Regions from separate parts of the Mus musculus genome. Here region 1 is linked to region 2. The links are chromatin contacts, called in public Hi-C maps. All regions are on one chromosome and are shown on one strand. Each heading gives the region's core, a stretch centred on a gene start, on an enhancer-like site or on the middle of the called end of the contact. The rest is flanking DNA. Distances are from core to core; before and after follow the strand shown. Region 1 overlaps Anks1b (ankyrin repeat and sterile alpha motif domain containing 1B). Region 2 overlaps Anks1b (ankyrin repeat and sterile alpha motif domain containing 1B).

Region 1 (6,836 bases), core at 146-2,645, 220 kb after region 2:
AACCCCATAGGGCGCTTGTAGCATTCCCCTTCTGCTGGCAAAGGTCTTCAAGACTGCAAATGGCAGCTTCAAGCTAGAGTCAGTACTTACCTGCTGGTTGTAGCTCCTGGGTAGGTGTTTTATCTACTTGTCACTGTGTTCTGACAAAATGCAAGAGAGAAGCAAGATGGAGAGAGGGTTTATCTCGGCTCAGGTTCAGTTTGCCATCAGCCATTGCAGGAAGGTCACAGGGACGATCCCATGAGGCTCTGGTCACATTGTATACAGTAAGGAAGCAGAGAGCAACATGTGTTATGCCCAACTCCATCTCTCCCTTTCATTTAGTCTAGGAGTGGGCCCATGGATTGGTGCTGCCCACAGTGGGCAAGACTTCCCACTTCAATGCACAGTAATCAAGATAATCCCCCACAAGCATGCCCAGAAATGCCTATCCCGAGTGAAGCTGGATTCCATCACTAACTAAAATGACAGGTGGGGGCCACTCAGCCCAGATTTCTAGAGTCCAACAACCACAATCCAATGATGGCCAAGACTCCCTGCACCTGGTAACACAGCACCTACAAAGGCTACACAGACCATAAAATTCCTTCTAAAGACTCACGGGTTCCTAATGTAGTGTTCCATTTAAAGAAATGCTACCTGAGTGTAGGAAGAGGACCGTGACTTAGTATATTGAAGCTATCTGGCAGTAGAATGTTACTTGTTTATGGTTTCCAATTTCAATTTGAGTTATTTTTGACAGAGCAGCTGCACATGGTGTCAGCATTCAAGGCCACGGTGAAGAATGTCTTCATGTAATTGTCTTTTATGTACTAATCCTGTAATTGCTTTCCAACCACAGAGCTTGGTAGAGTGAGGGACATGAAGTACTCACCAAGGGTGCTGGCAGGGAAGGACATTTTGTAAGTGTTTTTAAGCATTGATGAGTAGACGCGGAACACTGTATTGCCAACGGGTTCTTTAAGATACTCAATTAAAAAGTAATTAGGGTAACTGAAGCATTGGGAGGTTTATATCTATGACAACTGCAAAAGGCATGTGAGAAATTATAAGATTTTTTTAAAAAAGATTGTATTATAATAGGGCTTTTTAAATACATCTGTGTATCAAAGGAGATTTCCAGCATGTTCTGCAGTAAAGATGATGCTCTCTGGCTAAGCTGCAGGACAATGGCACAAAACTGTTCCTCCCACCGATTATTTTCAGAGGCTAGGAAGGAGAAGGCACAAGAAATGCAGCTCCATTAAAACAGAGAGGAGGGGAGACAAAAAGCTCACTGTAATCAGTAAGCTCAAAAGACTGTCAGCTCTCCAAAGAAACTCAGACCTCAGCCTCCGGCTTCACACCTTCCCTGCATGAGGCACACACATGCACCCACGCGCGCGCGCGCGCACACACACACACACACACCCCAATATTCTGTCGTGGGTCTAGTGAGGATAGAAATCTCCTATCCATAGGTCCTTGCACCCAGCAAGGCGATGGATGAAGGTGAAGGTGAATGTCCCACTGTAGTGTCTCCCTGGCCTTCAGTCACCTGAGAACCTTGAGGAGAGAGGATAGCACCGGGGTTTCCCCTCCTGCTTTGTTCCGAACCCGCCCTTACTGTGGGAGCACTTCTCTTAACACAGCCAAAGGCCCTGTGACAAACACAACCTCGAAGGATCTGGACAGATGCTTTTGGTCTCAGCTCTCCTCACACATGACAAGTGATCACTGCCAGACAGGATTAGCAACAGGCAAGACTGTGCATCTACAGCTGGACATGGGAATCGGAAATGGGAAAATGCTTGGTAATTACCGCCACCCAGACTGCTTCCATGCACAGCACCTGGCAAGAGCCGCTGATCCAGGATATGACTATTTTAGGTTGTTGTTGTTGTTGTTATTATTATTAATTAATATTAAATGAAAGTATTCCTTCCAGACCTGGTGTGCATTTACCCATGGGCAGCTCATTGAGTCACTTTGGACTAGAACCTTCTAGAGAAAAGAAAAGCAACTAGTTCCCACATTACCTGTCCTGATTCTAAAATGTGCTGATTCTCAATGGAAAACAGTGATCATTGTGTCATTTCTTCTAGAATATAATCGCCGAACATGAAATTCGTAATATCTCCTGTGCTGCCCAGGACCCAGAAGACCTCTCAACATTTGCCTATATCACAAAAGATTTGAAGTCCAACCACCACTACTGTCACGTGTTTACTGCCTTTGATGTGGTGAGTTCCCATCCTTTTTGGATGGATGATGGGTGGATAGATGGATGGATGGATAGATAGATAGATAGATAGATAGATAGATAGATAGATAGATAGATCACTTTGCTCAGTCTGCCATGATGAAACACTGCAGTCTACATAGTTTAACCAACTAATCCGAGGTACTAGAGATTAGATCTCCAAATGGAATTTTCAAGGTCATCACAATCCAACCCATCAAGCCATAAAGAAATCCTTTTGGCAGACTTAGTTTTCTTGAGTTTCCCATATGGTCAGTCTCCCCTTCAAGTCGGAACTCTACCTATACTTTCCTGATTTCTCAGCTATTGATATTCAACTCTCTGCTTGCCCTTTTCCAGTATGAGAAATCCCTTCCCTCTTCTGGTGCCAAAAATACAGTAAGATCTTCCAGCCTCCTGCTCCCCTTCATTATCTCTGCATATTTCTCCTGTGGCCATGTCTAAGTATTAGATGTGATAAATACATTTACTTCTATAATCAGTTTTCTTTATTGACTAGTAGTTAGATACTGTACAAATAGCAATTGGGAGCCCCAAAGTTTGACCCGCATGTTCACGTCAGAGTAAGTCTTAAAACAACTTCCTTGAGGCGTGACATAGCTGAATTTGTCAGTAAGCCTGAAAACTGGGTTATAACAGCCTCCAAAAACGAAAACAAAATTAAATTAAAACAAAAATTTAACACCACATGCTCCCTTAAGATAGGACTACCCTCAAGCCGGTGCAAGTTGCCCGACCATAGCTCTGAGGTAGAATCCTGGCTGTTCCACAGTTTAAGCAAATACAACCGATGTGACTGTGAGCCCCAAATAATTTACAATCAGAAGAATTTGAAATGCCACTTTATTTAATTTTTCTTCCCTGCTCACTGGAATTTTTTTTAAATAAACAGATTTGGAGAATTAAACAAAAATCAGTGTAACACATTTTGGGAAATCCAGGATGATTCAGTGTGGTGGGTACAAGAAGGCATTTCTTCCAGCTCTAACAAATTCCACAGACCAAGTCCAGCCATGTCGCAAATTTGCACCATGCAAGTGTCAGCCAGGCTTACGCTTAATAACCTTTAGATGTTGCTGTGTGTCACTCAGTCCTGTAGGTCCTGATGATTGAAAATTGGAAAGGATACACGTGGGCTTTTAAAATATCTACTCTGATTCAGGAGAGGCGAGGAGAATAATACAAAACGGGTGTGTGGTCAGGACTGCAAAGCAAAACTCCCCGAGGCTGCCTTAAGCATCTCTAAATTCAATTGTTTGCACAGACTTAAAGCGCTGATTAAAGTCATTTCGTCTGGGATTTGCAGGACATGCAATGTTGCATTGTTGATGTCGAGAACGTATGTGTCACCAGCCATTCTTGGGAAACTTGGTTGCTTCTTTTAAAAAGTCAGATTTCATTCTTTCTGCAAGGAGTTTGGTTTTCACGTTACACCTTTCTCTAAGAACAGGCATATTCTGGTTCACAGCCCAGGCCTGCTACCTCCCTATTCTCCAATCTTAGACTTTTTGGAGACCCAGTTTCCTGATGAATAAAATGGAGAACAGGGACTTATGCCCCATGATTTTTCATCAGGATTGCAAGAGTATGTGTAGAACCCCTCACAAATAAGGGAGTTTGGCGTTGGCTGGTTCCTCGCCGACCTCCTCCCTGCTGACTGACATCAGCCAACAGCTTTTTTCTGCTAAATGATGAGATCGGTTTTCCAGCGAGTATTCATCATACAGTATTTCCCCTCTGCCTCTGGAAAAATAGACACAAATTAAAAACTGAAGTAGCAAACACTGGACAGAGCATCCCAGCCCCCCAAACCTCAGGGCCTCTCAGCTGCTTTCATCACCTCGTGTTTCTGTCCGAGGCTTCTCCACCCTTTCCCCCAAGAGATGCATCACTTTCAAAAAAGGGTTGCATTATTAAGATTCTATATGATTTCCTTTCACAAGACTACCAAAAACCAAACTAGAACCAGCACCTGTGGACATCTGGCCCCCTGATGCCCCACACAATGAGGCCCCCTGATGCCCCACACAATGAGGCGCCCTGATGCCCCACAATGAGGCGCTGAAACAGGACAGGTGGGGGTCGGGGGATAATCACTGTTTAGTTTTATGATCAATGTGTCTTGATAAATTTGGAGGACATGTGGCCCAACTGCTACAGAGTTTTTTCTCTTTCATCCGGATGTTTGACTTAATGTAGACACCCAGAACTGGGCGTTCTTGAATCTGCTCCAAAGGGTTTTCGTTTTATACAAATCTGCCTTTTTAATCCCCTCTAAGGGAACACAGTTTGTCTGACTTCGAAAATAGTACGGAAGGCCATCAGCCTTCACCTGGACCCCTGAGCAATTCTGAGACACAACAGCTTTGCTGAAGAAAAGGTTTCTTTGTATCTTTATGTAGGGCAATTCCATATTTCAGTCGGGATCTTGAGGCTTTACAATTCACTTGAGGCAGTCCCCTGGGTTACTCCAGATGACTAAAGAAAGTAACAAATCCTATGTAAAACTGCAAGTGCATATATAACCTTCTAGGTGGTCCCAACGGGTGGTTTGTTTCCCAGTTTAAGGTTACAGCTCTTTGACCTTGCAGGCCTTTGAAGGGCAGCACACTTTTACCTAGAGTTATAACATACCATCTGGTTTTCTCTGCCTTCAAGACCTCAGTGATGTGTAGGAACTGGAACGTTTCCCATAGAAATGCCGTGGCCTGAGAGGGGAACACACAGCCTTCCTATGAAAACCAGACTGAATTGAACACAGTTTGTGTCCTAGGGGACACTGTGGCACACCGGATGCACGCAGGTTGGAGGAAGGAGTGGGGTGTGCTGTCTCCCAGGCTCACCTGGTCCTGGAGGCTACTTCTGGAGAGTACTTCACCTCTGTGGCACGTGTGGTTTGGAGAGTGTTATGTTGGGTAATCGCCCAGCCTCTTTCTGTTATCCATATCAACACTAAGTTTATCCTTAATATTTTCACTTTCCAATGACATGGATGTGAAAATAAAAAGAATAGAGGAAAACCAATGAGGGTTATAGATCAGTTGCTTTAAAATAAACAGCTTAGGGAATGAAGGGTTCACCTCTGCTCACAGTGTGTTGTGGCAGAGAAAATGTGGCATCAAAAAATGCTGGACTCATTGCATCTGCCATAAAAAAAGTCACAAAGCAGTGGGTGCTGTTCTTAGCTGACATCCTCCCCGCCCCCCTTTTCTCTCTTTTATATTGTCTGAGATCCCAGTCTATTGAATGGTATGATCCACGTTCAGGGTGAGTGTTCCCTCCTCAGTTAAAGCTATCCAGAAGCACCCTCATAGACTCAACCGAGATGTGTCTCCTTCCATGGTTCTAAATTCAGTTGCGTTGGCAGCAAAGATTAATCACCATAGACTGCCATTTTAAGTTAGTTTGTTCCTGTGGGTCAGCAGCACCAAGCCCACCCTGTGTTTTAGAGTCTGTGTCCACAGTCTTGTGGAATCTGATTTCTGTTCGTCTCAATGACTGACTAGACCTGGAACACGTCTCAATCTCTAGATGGGGTTTCCCAGGCTATAGCTGAGTAGTGACATCATGGAAGGAGGAGTTATGAAAGGGCTATGCTAGGAAAGAGAAGAAGTCTGAGACTTACAAATATGCTTAGCTTTATTCCTTATCTCATAACCTCCATGAGTGATAGGGTATTCTGAGATTGTGGCCATGACCTCCCCCCACCCCACCCCCAACCCCCAAACCGTGGTCATCTTCCTGAGAATGCTCCAGGGCATAGGCAATACATACAACCACGGGAATGTGGAGACTTGCCCTCTCTGGTTCACTCAGTAGTGAGTTGGTATGGGTAAATTAGATTGGAAATACGTTGATACATTCATGCCCTAGGGGTGTATCAGATGTGCTTTAAGAATCTGGGAAGAACTTCATTCAGTAGTTTTAAATGTTAAAATACTTCCTTTTTTCCAGACCAGGCATTGAACTCAGATCCCTGTATATGCAAAGTAGACACTCTACCACTGAGCTATATATTCAACCCGAGAGAGAGAGAGAGAGAGAGAGAGAGAGAGAGAGAGAGAGAGAGAGAGAGAGACAGAGAACACGAACATTAAAAAGCTTTACCTTCTCTGCTAGACCAACAGGTTCTCAGTCTGGGTTTTGACCCCCCTGGGGGGGGTCTAACAACCCTTTCTTTTTTTGTTTTGTTTTGTTTTGTTTTTGTTTGTTTGGTTTTTTCTAACAACCCTTTCACAGGGATCAAATATCATATCTCCTGCATATTAGATATTTACATTACAACTTATAGCAGTAATAAAATTATAGTTATGAAGTAGCAACAAAGATAATTTTATGGTTGGGAGTCACCACAACATGAGGAACTGTATTAAAGGGTCAAAGCCTTAGGAAGGTTGAGAACCACTGACCTAGACAGACCCTTGCTAATTCTTAGTTCCCTATAAAGAACATGTCTGCATGCTCTGGTATATTCATTTATGCTTAATTCTTCACTTTCTTGTAATTCTGCAGTTCTATGCTCTTCTATGTTCAAAATGTGGTAGGGCTGAGATTGGCTTGTGAACATGTAGGAAATGTCGCAACCCTGGTGCTG
Region 2 (7,218 bases), core at 429-2,928:
GTCTTGGAAAAGAAGGAATCCCTTTTTTACCATCTATGGAAAGACATGACATAGGTGAGCCTCGAAGACAATGCAAAGTGGAATAAGCTGTAGAAAGGACTTAATCATATGTGGTTTTGCCTTTGTGAGATTATCTGAAATAGTTTAATGCACACAGTTGTTCAGTGGTGGCTGCTGGGATATGGAGTAAGGCGTAAAAAACTGCTAGTCAACAGGAATAAAATTTCAATTAGTTAGAGGAATGAACTCTAGAAATCTTCTGCAAGTGTTGGGACCCTCGTTAGCAATACTGTCCTGGATGCTTAAGAAGGTTTTAAGAAAGTTAACCGGACAAGAAGTGTTCTTTGCTGTGATGGTTTGTATATGCTTGGCACAGGGAGTGGCACTATTAGGAAGTGTGGCCTTGTTGGAGGAAGTGTGTCACTGTAGGGGTAGGCTTTTGAGACCCTCTTCCTAGCCACATGGAGACAGTCTGCTCCTGGCTTCTTTTGGATTGAAGACATAGAGCTTTCAGCTCCTTCTCCAGTGCCATACCTGCCTGGAAGCTGCTATTCTCCCGCCTTGATGATAATGGACTGAACCTCTGAACCTGTAAGCCAGCGCCAATTAAATGTTGTCCCTTATAAGAGTTGCCTTGGTCATGGTGTCTCCTCACAGCATTGGAAACCCTAATTAAAACATATGCTATGATAACACTAAATATTATTTTAAAGAAGCCCTTTGGCCCTACCACTTGCTCCAAAGAGTGATCGCTCATTGTTCCTGAGTCTTGCTCTGTGCTGGCTGCAGCCACCTTTGTGCCTGACTCCTCCTCTGCAGTGGACTACAGCAGCTTTCTAGCTAGAGTCTGGATTTCTTTCTCACTGGCTGCCCTACCATGTCAGATGCAGCCATAGACATGGAAGAGGAGGAGGAGGAAGAGGAAGAGGAAGAGGAGGAGGAGGAAGGGAGGGAGGGAAGGAGGAAGGAGGGACAAAGAGGAAAGAAAGAGGAAACGGAAGAAGGAAGCTGTTGAGGATGTTGAAGATGGACGAGATGAGCTGAAGATGGAAGTACTAATGAGAAACATGGGGAGTAGGGGGCAGACAATGAGATTGATGTGGAAGAGGAAGGGTGGGATGGAAGAGCAGGAACTGTTAGTAAACTCGGGAGCAACAGTTTGCACATCACATGCTTCTAATGACAGACCGCCAGGTCCATCCATGTGCCCTTCCCAGGCAGTGCTAGCCACAGAGCACACTCCTAGCCTGAAGCCACCATCTGCCAACTATTTCAACTACCCACAAGTCAGGACAGAAACATCTCTCTGCACCCCTTATGTCCGGCCTTTTCTTCTGATGCCTAATAATAAATAAATCATGTGTAGAAGGATGTCACCTTTGACCTAGCAGCCGAATTTGCTAAAACGTTGTACTTTGTAACCTTTTGTATTTCACCAAAGTCCTTTCTCCCAGAACACTTATTTCTCCGACCCAAATTACAGTCTAATATATGTAACATCTGCCATGACTACCAAGATACAGAGGCCGAGCTGGCTCAGTGACAGGACACTGGGTACAATGTAGCCACATGAGCTACTCTGTTCCAAAAAGTGAAATTGAATGTAAACCCAGTTTATGTGCCCAGGGATTCGCGCAAAGGTCACAGTGTAATTCGTCAGCTGTGCTCTGTGGAGTTCACCCTGCTCACCAAAAGGCTGGGCTCCGCGGTGGATACAGCTGCCAAGCTGTTCACCTTGCTCGTTGACTTTCCTGGAAAATTGAAAGCTTCCAGATGCCTATCGGGTGTCTTGTCTCTGCAGCCAACTGACTGTTGGTGCTTCCTTCCGCTTGCAGCAGTATGCTGGGGGCTTTGGGGGGGTGGCGGGGGGTTGGCAGACACGGGCTTCCCTTCAGGAGCCAGAGACAGCTTTATCTGTTGGAGATTAACTATTACTATTTCTGCTATGACCCACAAGGAGACCGCAACCAATGATCTCACTTCAAGGCTTCTGTCAGCGCTGTAATTCAGCAGCGGTGGCCGAAGGTAAAAGTTGTGTGCAGTAATTGAAATGTCCACTAGGTGGGTCTGGTGTTCTTCCAACCAGAAAGCAGGCGGCACCAGGAAGGCTGGCTCCATCTTTCTTGTTGCAAAGGTTTAAAAAGGGGGGGCCGGGGGAGGGGGGCTGGAGGAGGGGGGCTGGGGGAGGAAGGGGAGTAGGAAAATGTGTCTGGGGCTGTGGTTTTAATATTCATCCTAGATTACATGGGATGGATTATTGTTGGTAGCCATTCATCTGAGCCCATGAAGATCGTTCCTTGCCTCCTTTTTACATAGATGCATGTGAAGCCTACATCTATATTTTAACCTTATTTTTTTTATGATTAAGAAACCATATTAATTGATGTCCCTGTGTTCGGATGGCATGCGCGCTGCCATTTTCTCATCGCTGCTTTGACAAGTCCCTTCACCACCAAAGGCACAAGTTTCCAGTAAAATGATATATTTTTCTTTTGTGAAGCTTTTCTTCCATTCAAAGCTCCACGGTTGTGTTTAACATTCCCAGCAGCTGTTCTCAGTGTGATCTTCAGTAACCTCTGAAAAACATGATTCAGGTTTACAGAACTCCTCTCTTAATCCTTGTCAGAAAACCTCCTCTTACACTTTAGGGTACAATAGTCAATAAAGCGGACTTTTAAACCACCCCGGGTCACCCCGGCTTAAGAGACCACTTCAAATTCTTAATCTGTTTTCCAGTTTCGCATTACTTCCTCCAGCTCGCGTCGAGCTTATGTTTAAGTATCATCATGAAATGTCAGATGTTTTCCTGCAAAGCACTGTGGGAAAATCCCCATGGTGCCAAACACAGTGCTGAGTTCTCAGAGCAGGCAGGACAGGTGACAGCTGTTCTCTTCCCACCCTACCGGAAACAGGCACAAGGACAGGTTCCATACAGAACACCAGACGCAGAATCCACCTGCCCTTGAAAACACCAACCGGGAGCAACTAAGAGGTGTTGGTAAGCATCAACATAGATCACTTGAAAGTCTGACTCCTTTTTTCTTTTCCTTCATTTTAAGTGAAAAGAAGCATGGTCAAATCTCAAATGAATATTGAGATGAACCGTTTCAGCATAGAAGCTTAGGTGCCTTTTGGTGCTAATTATATGACAACATCTGAATGGCAAAAGACTAAACAAGATGTAGCTCTCTGAGGCAGCGGGGACAGCCAGCCCTAAGCATTTTCTAACATAAGCCAACAACCTTGAAAAAGCTGATAACAGGAAAGTTATCATTGTTAATACTTGATTTTTAGTGACAGGGTATAATTAGTTGTTTTTATTAGTTCAAACAATTCAGAGTAGTATAGAAAGGGAGATTCTTTGTAATTTTGTTGCCATCTTCTTCCCACATAGTTATAGTCTGTGAATAAAGAGGTAGCAGGTAACCTTGTAAGAATAGATGGATGGTATATGTCTTTCAGTAATTCTAAATGGCTGTTTATTCTAAATATTCTAAAAATTCTAACTGTGTAGGTCATGCTTCAAAAACTGGTAAGAATGCATTTAGTAAGATGTCATGTGTTTCTTTTTAAATAATGAACACAACATCTCTATTGTGCTAGCCTTTGTATATGTGCAGTTCTTACTAAACATCTACCCGCTCTGTCAATTCATATCCCTATTAAAGTTGATCCAGGCAGCATACCAAGAGATATGACAAGCAAACCCTGCTTAGCAACCAAGCCATAGTCCCCAAGTATATCAAGGTCTTTACTCGCATATTGCTTAATATCATCTGTCTCAGCTGGTCTAGTTGGCAGAGCCCTTTGAGCTGGTGGGGATGTGGTAAGAGTAGAACATAGACTTTTGGTACCACCTTCCTGAGGTTCTGTCTGGGTATTCAGCCTAGACAGTAAAACGGACCAATCATGTGGCTTCTGATTCCTGAGGATTGCTGACCTTCATTTTGTAAAGTGCAGTATCCATCCCTTCATATATGTCTGGATTTTCCAGTTGTTCTCTGACCCAAGTTACTCCATCTGTGCAGAAACTCGATAGCACATAGGAGATCCACAGAGTAAAAAACACTGATGCAGTTGGAGTCCATTTCAGCTATTCTAGTTAATAACCATAAAACCTTGAGCAAGTCATTTAGCTCCTTTGTCTTTTGCTTCCTAATTTTATAATAGTTGGGATATTCATATATGTTATTAGAAACTCTAGAACATAGTAAACTCAATGTATGTTAGCAGTATCTTCAACATAGTGATGGTCATAACATTACTAAAAATGAGATAAATAAGAAAATGTATTCAAGGGATTTTTATATTTCAAAATTTTAAATATAAGCCATATGTGCTGGGGAATCAGTTTCGTGACTAATATAGCAATTACTATTTCATATAACCTCTTTGATCCACTTACTTAGAAAATAAGACATGTTATATATTAATTACCATTTTCTTTGTAATTTCCCTAAGCACTGTGGATCAAATTTCATTTCTCCAAAGCTCTAAGGCCTAGAACCCCAGAATGTGGCTGTGCTTAAAGATAAGATCTTTAAACAGGCAGTGAGTTAAAATGAGGCCATTAGGGGTCGGCTCTACTCCAAGATGACAGGCATCCTTCTAAAAAGAAGAGATTAGAGAAAAATCCAAAATCACAGAGGGAAGGGTTTGTGGGGGCAAGAGAGTAATAAACATCTGTACATGCAGGAGAGCCACCCCTGCTGTCACCTGCTAAATAACCTTACTCTGCATTACTACACACACACACACACACACACACACACACACACACACACACACACCACTAATCGCTGGGACAATTTTAATAAGGCAAAAGTTCCAATCTCCATAACTGCTAGCCTTCTGTATTAAAGCAGATTTTTCAACCTCAGGAAGCCTCCACTATATCTATCATGAGAACACTAATAACAATCTTGTCTGTCTTCTAGGATATTCTGAGAATTCACCAGCCATATGCGTGTGGTCATGTATCACTTAACGATGGGAATTCGTTCTGAGAAGTGTGTCATTGGGGAGTTTCATCGTTGTACAATAGTCACAGTTTACTTAGCACAAAGGAAAGCAACTGTGACATCACTGTGATATGTGATCTTCTGGGACCACTGTTGCACACATAAGTCATCACTGACTGGTGCAGTGCTCAACTATGTAGACCCAATTAAGTGATACACAACTATGTGCATGTGTGTACTCACGAATCCCCACAATGCCCTGCAGTGCGGGCAGAATCATCATTATTATTTGCCCCCATTGTAAAAATGATGGAAGCTTCATGTGGTTTATAGTCAAATAATGAGGTTTAAAAGTGTGCTGTAAGCTGGGCGTGGTGGCGCACGCCTTTAATCCCAGCACTCTGGAGGCAGAGGCAGGCAGATTTCTGAGTTCGAGGCCAGCCTGGTCTACAAAGTGAGTTCCAGGACAGCCAGGGATACACAGAGAAACCCTGTCTCAACTCCCCTCCCCACAAGAGTGTACTGTATACAATCAAAGGATGCAGCTGTAACCTAGCCACCCAAGCACACACACCCACACAAAAGCACTTTAAAAGCAGGAGCATTATATAAAGCAAGAAAGTAGTTTAATTAATTATAATGTGATAGCTAATTAAGTAGCCTTGAATAAAAATTACTTGATAATTGAAAACCAATATTATTTCAGTGCAACTATGACTTACTTCACCATTTTAGATCATGTTCTTCTGAACAGGGCTGAAATTAATATGCCAGACGTTCAGGAGGAAGATTAAAGATCATTTTATATGTGTTTATTTCACAGAGCAAATTAATGAAGTAAAAATTAATGTAAATCAGATTTTTAAAACAGAGTTGAAAGTAGCCTATAACTCACAGCTTTATGCTACACACTATTCATCATTTTGCTCTCAGCACTTAGCCCAGTAGTCAACTCTTTAAATGTCTAAATATATTATAAATGAAGAATAAAACCGTCCCTGAAGCTCACTGCTTCCTTGGAATCTTTTCAGAAGCCTAGCACACTCATGTATGTTTCCAGCCCTGTGACAGCTGATGGATGATGGGAAAGGATGTGTGAAGGTCATGCCAGTGGTGACCCATGAAGCAGGGGGAACCTTTGAAAGGAGCTCAGATGCAAAGAGCCGAGTTCACTGTTACTCATCGGTAACTCCCAAGGGAGAGGACCACAAACCACAAAGACTCACGAGCCCAAGCATGCCACTGAGTTCACTGTGCATTCTGAAGATGAAAAGAAGAAGGAAAAAAAACCTAAATGCTTTCCTCTTATGAACAAAATCATAGGCTACAGACCTAAAAACAGGCCAAAGAGAGACACCCTATCACAGCTATTAAACTTGGAAAGGTTCTTCAGATGAGACCAAAACTGTTTGAAGGACCTATGACAAAAGCAGAGACAAGACACAAAGGCCAATTCTTGCTGTGGGGCTCTCTAGTTAGGAGAGATGGACCATAAGCAGGTCAGAAAATACCTTCAGACAAGGACAAGACTCATAGGAAACATGGAACAAGCACGGTGGTGGTGAAGCACTCCTTTGAGGAAGGCACCTTTGACCTGAGTAGTGAATGCTAAAGGAACAGTCTTGCTACCAGTTACCATAAGTGTGAAGACCCACAGGCAGAAGGAAGTGTGATTGATGAGGGACAAGGGTGCTTGTGTGTCTTGGTGCTGAATGCCAGGACAAGTTTAGAGAGGTGCATGAGAGCCAGGCTTCATAGGCAGGTCCTACTGCTGGAGCATGCCCATGACTGCCAGGGCAGAGAGGGCATGATTGTGTAGTCTATCTAAATCTCATGTTTATTCATTGTCTTCTTCCTTCCTCCTTTCCTTCCTTCCTTCCTTCCTTCCTTCCTTCCTTCCAGATTTATTTATTATGAATACAGTATTCGTGCATGTATGCCGTCAGGCCAGAAGAGGGCACCAGATCTCTCATTACAGACTCATTACAGATGGTTGTGAGCCTCCGTGTACTTGCTAGTTGTTGGGAATTGAACTCAGGACCTCTGGAACACCAATCAGTGCTCTAAACCACTGAGCCATCTCTCCAGCCCCCGTGCGCACTGTCTTCTAATGTTATCCTTTTACATAGAAACAGTCTGTATGTCCCCCTATGGTGTAAGTCCCCTACCAGCCCAATGGCTGTCCTTAATGGAAAATCTCACAGAATTTTGTTTACAGGTGTTGTGTTCCTGAGATTGTGTGTTTATGTACATATGA

The links. A called contact is a pair of places that touch in the nucleus more often than the background predicts.
Region 1: a contact with region 2 is called in a Hi-C map of cerebral cortex, with 4 times the contacts expected there. The contact joins two enhancer-like sites. A contact is called at or near these places in 1 of 15 datasets of contacts at CTCF or cohesin (large pre-B cells), 1 of 484 Hi-C or Micro-C datasets (cerebral cortex) and 3 of 115 datasets of contacts at active chromatin or transcription factors (SST interneurons, neural progenitor cells and stem cell-derived neural progenitor cells).

What each region holds. Positions count from the first base shown.
Region 1 is chr10:90,946,451-90,953,286 of GRCm38.p6, forward strand. Anks1b (ankyrin repeat and sterile alpha motif domain containing 1B) reads left to right here. Exons shown (of 27, transcript NM_001359241.1): 25 at 2,085-2,222. Among named protein-coding and RNA genes, the nearest start is that of Apaf1, 130 kb to the right of the region's middle. Within about 2 kb of position 1,396, at least 7 of the 459 cell types and tissues checked have an H3K27ac peak or open chromatin away from gene starts, as enhancers often do. A contact at or near this core is called in cerebral cortex, where this site is marked.
Region 2 is chr10:90,726,888-90,734,105 of GRCm38.p6, forward strand. All of the region lies in intron 17 of Anks1b (ankyrin repeat and sterile alpha motif domain containing 1B), which reads left to right. Among named protein-coding and RNA genes, the nearest start is that of Apaf1, 350 kb to the right of the region's middle. Within about 2 kb of position 1,679, at least 33 of the 459 cell types and tissues checked have an H3K27ac peak or open chromatin away from gene starts, as enhancers often do. A contact at or near this core is called in cerebral cortex, where this site is marked.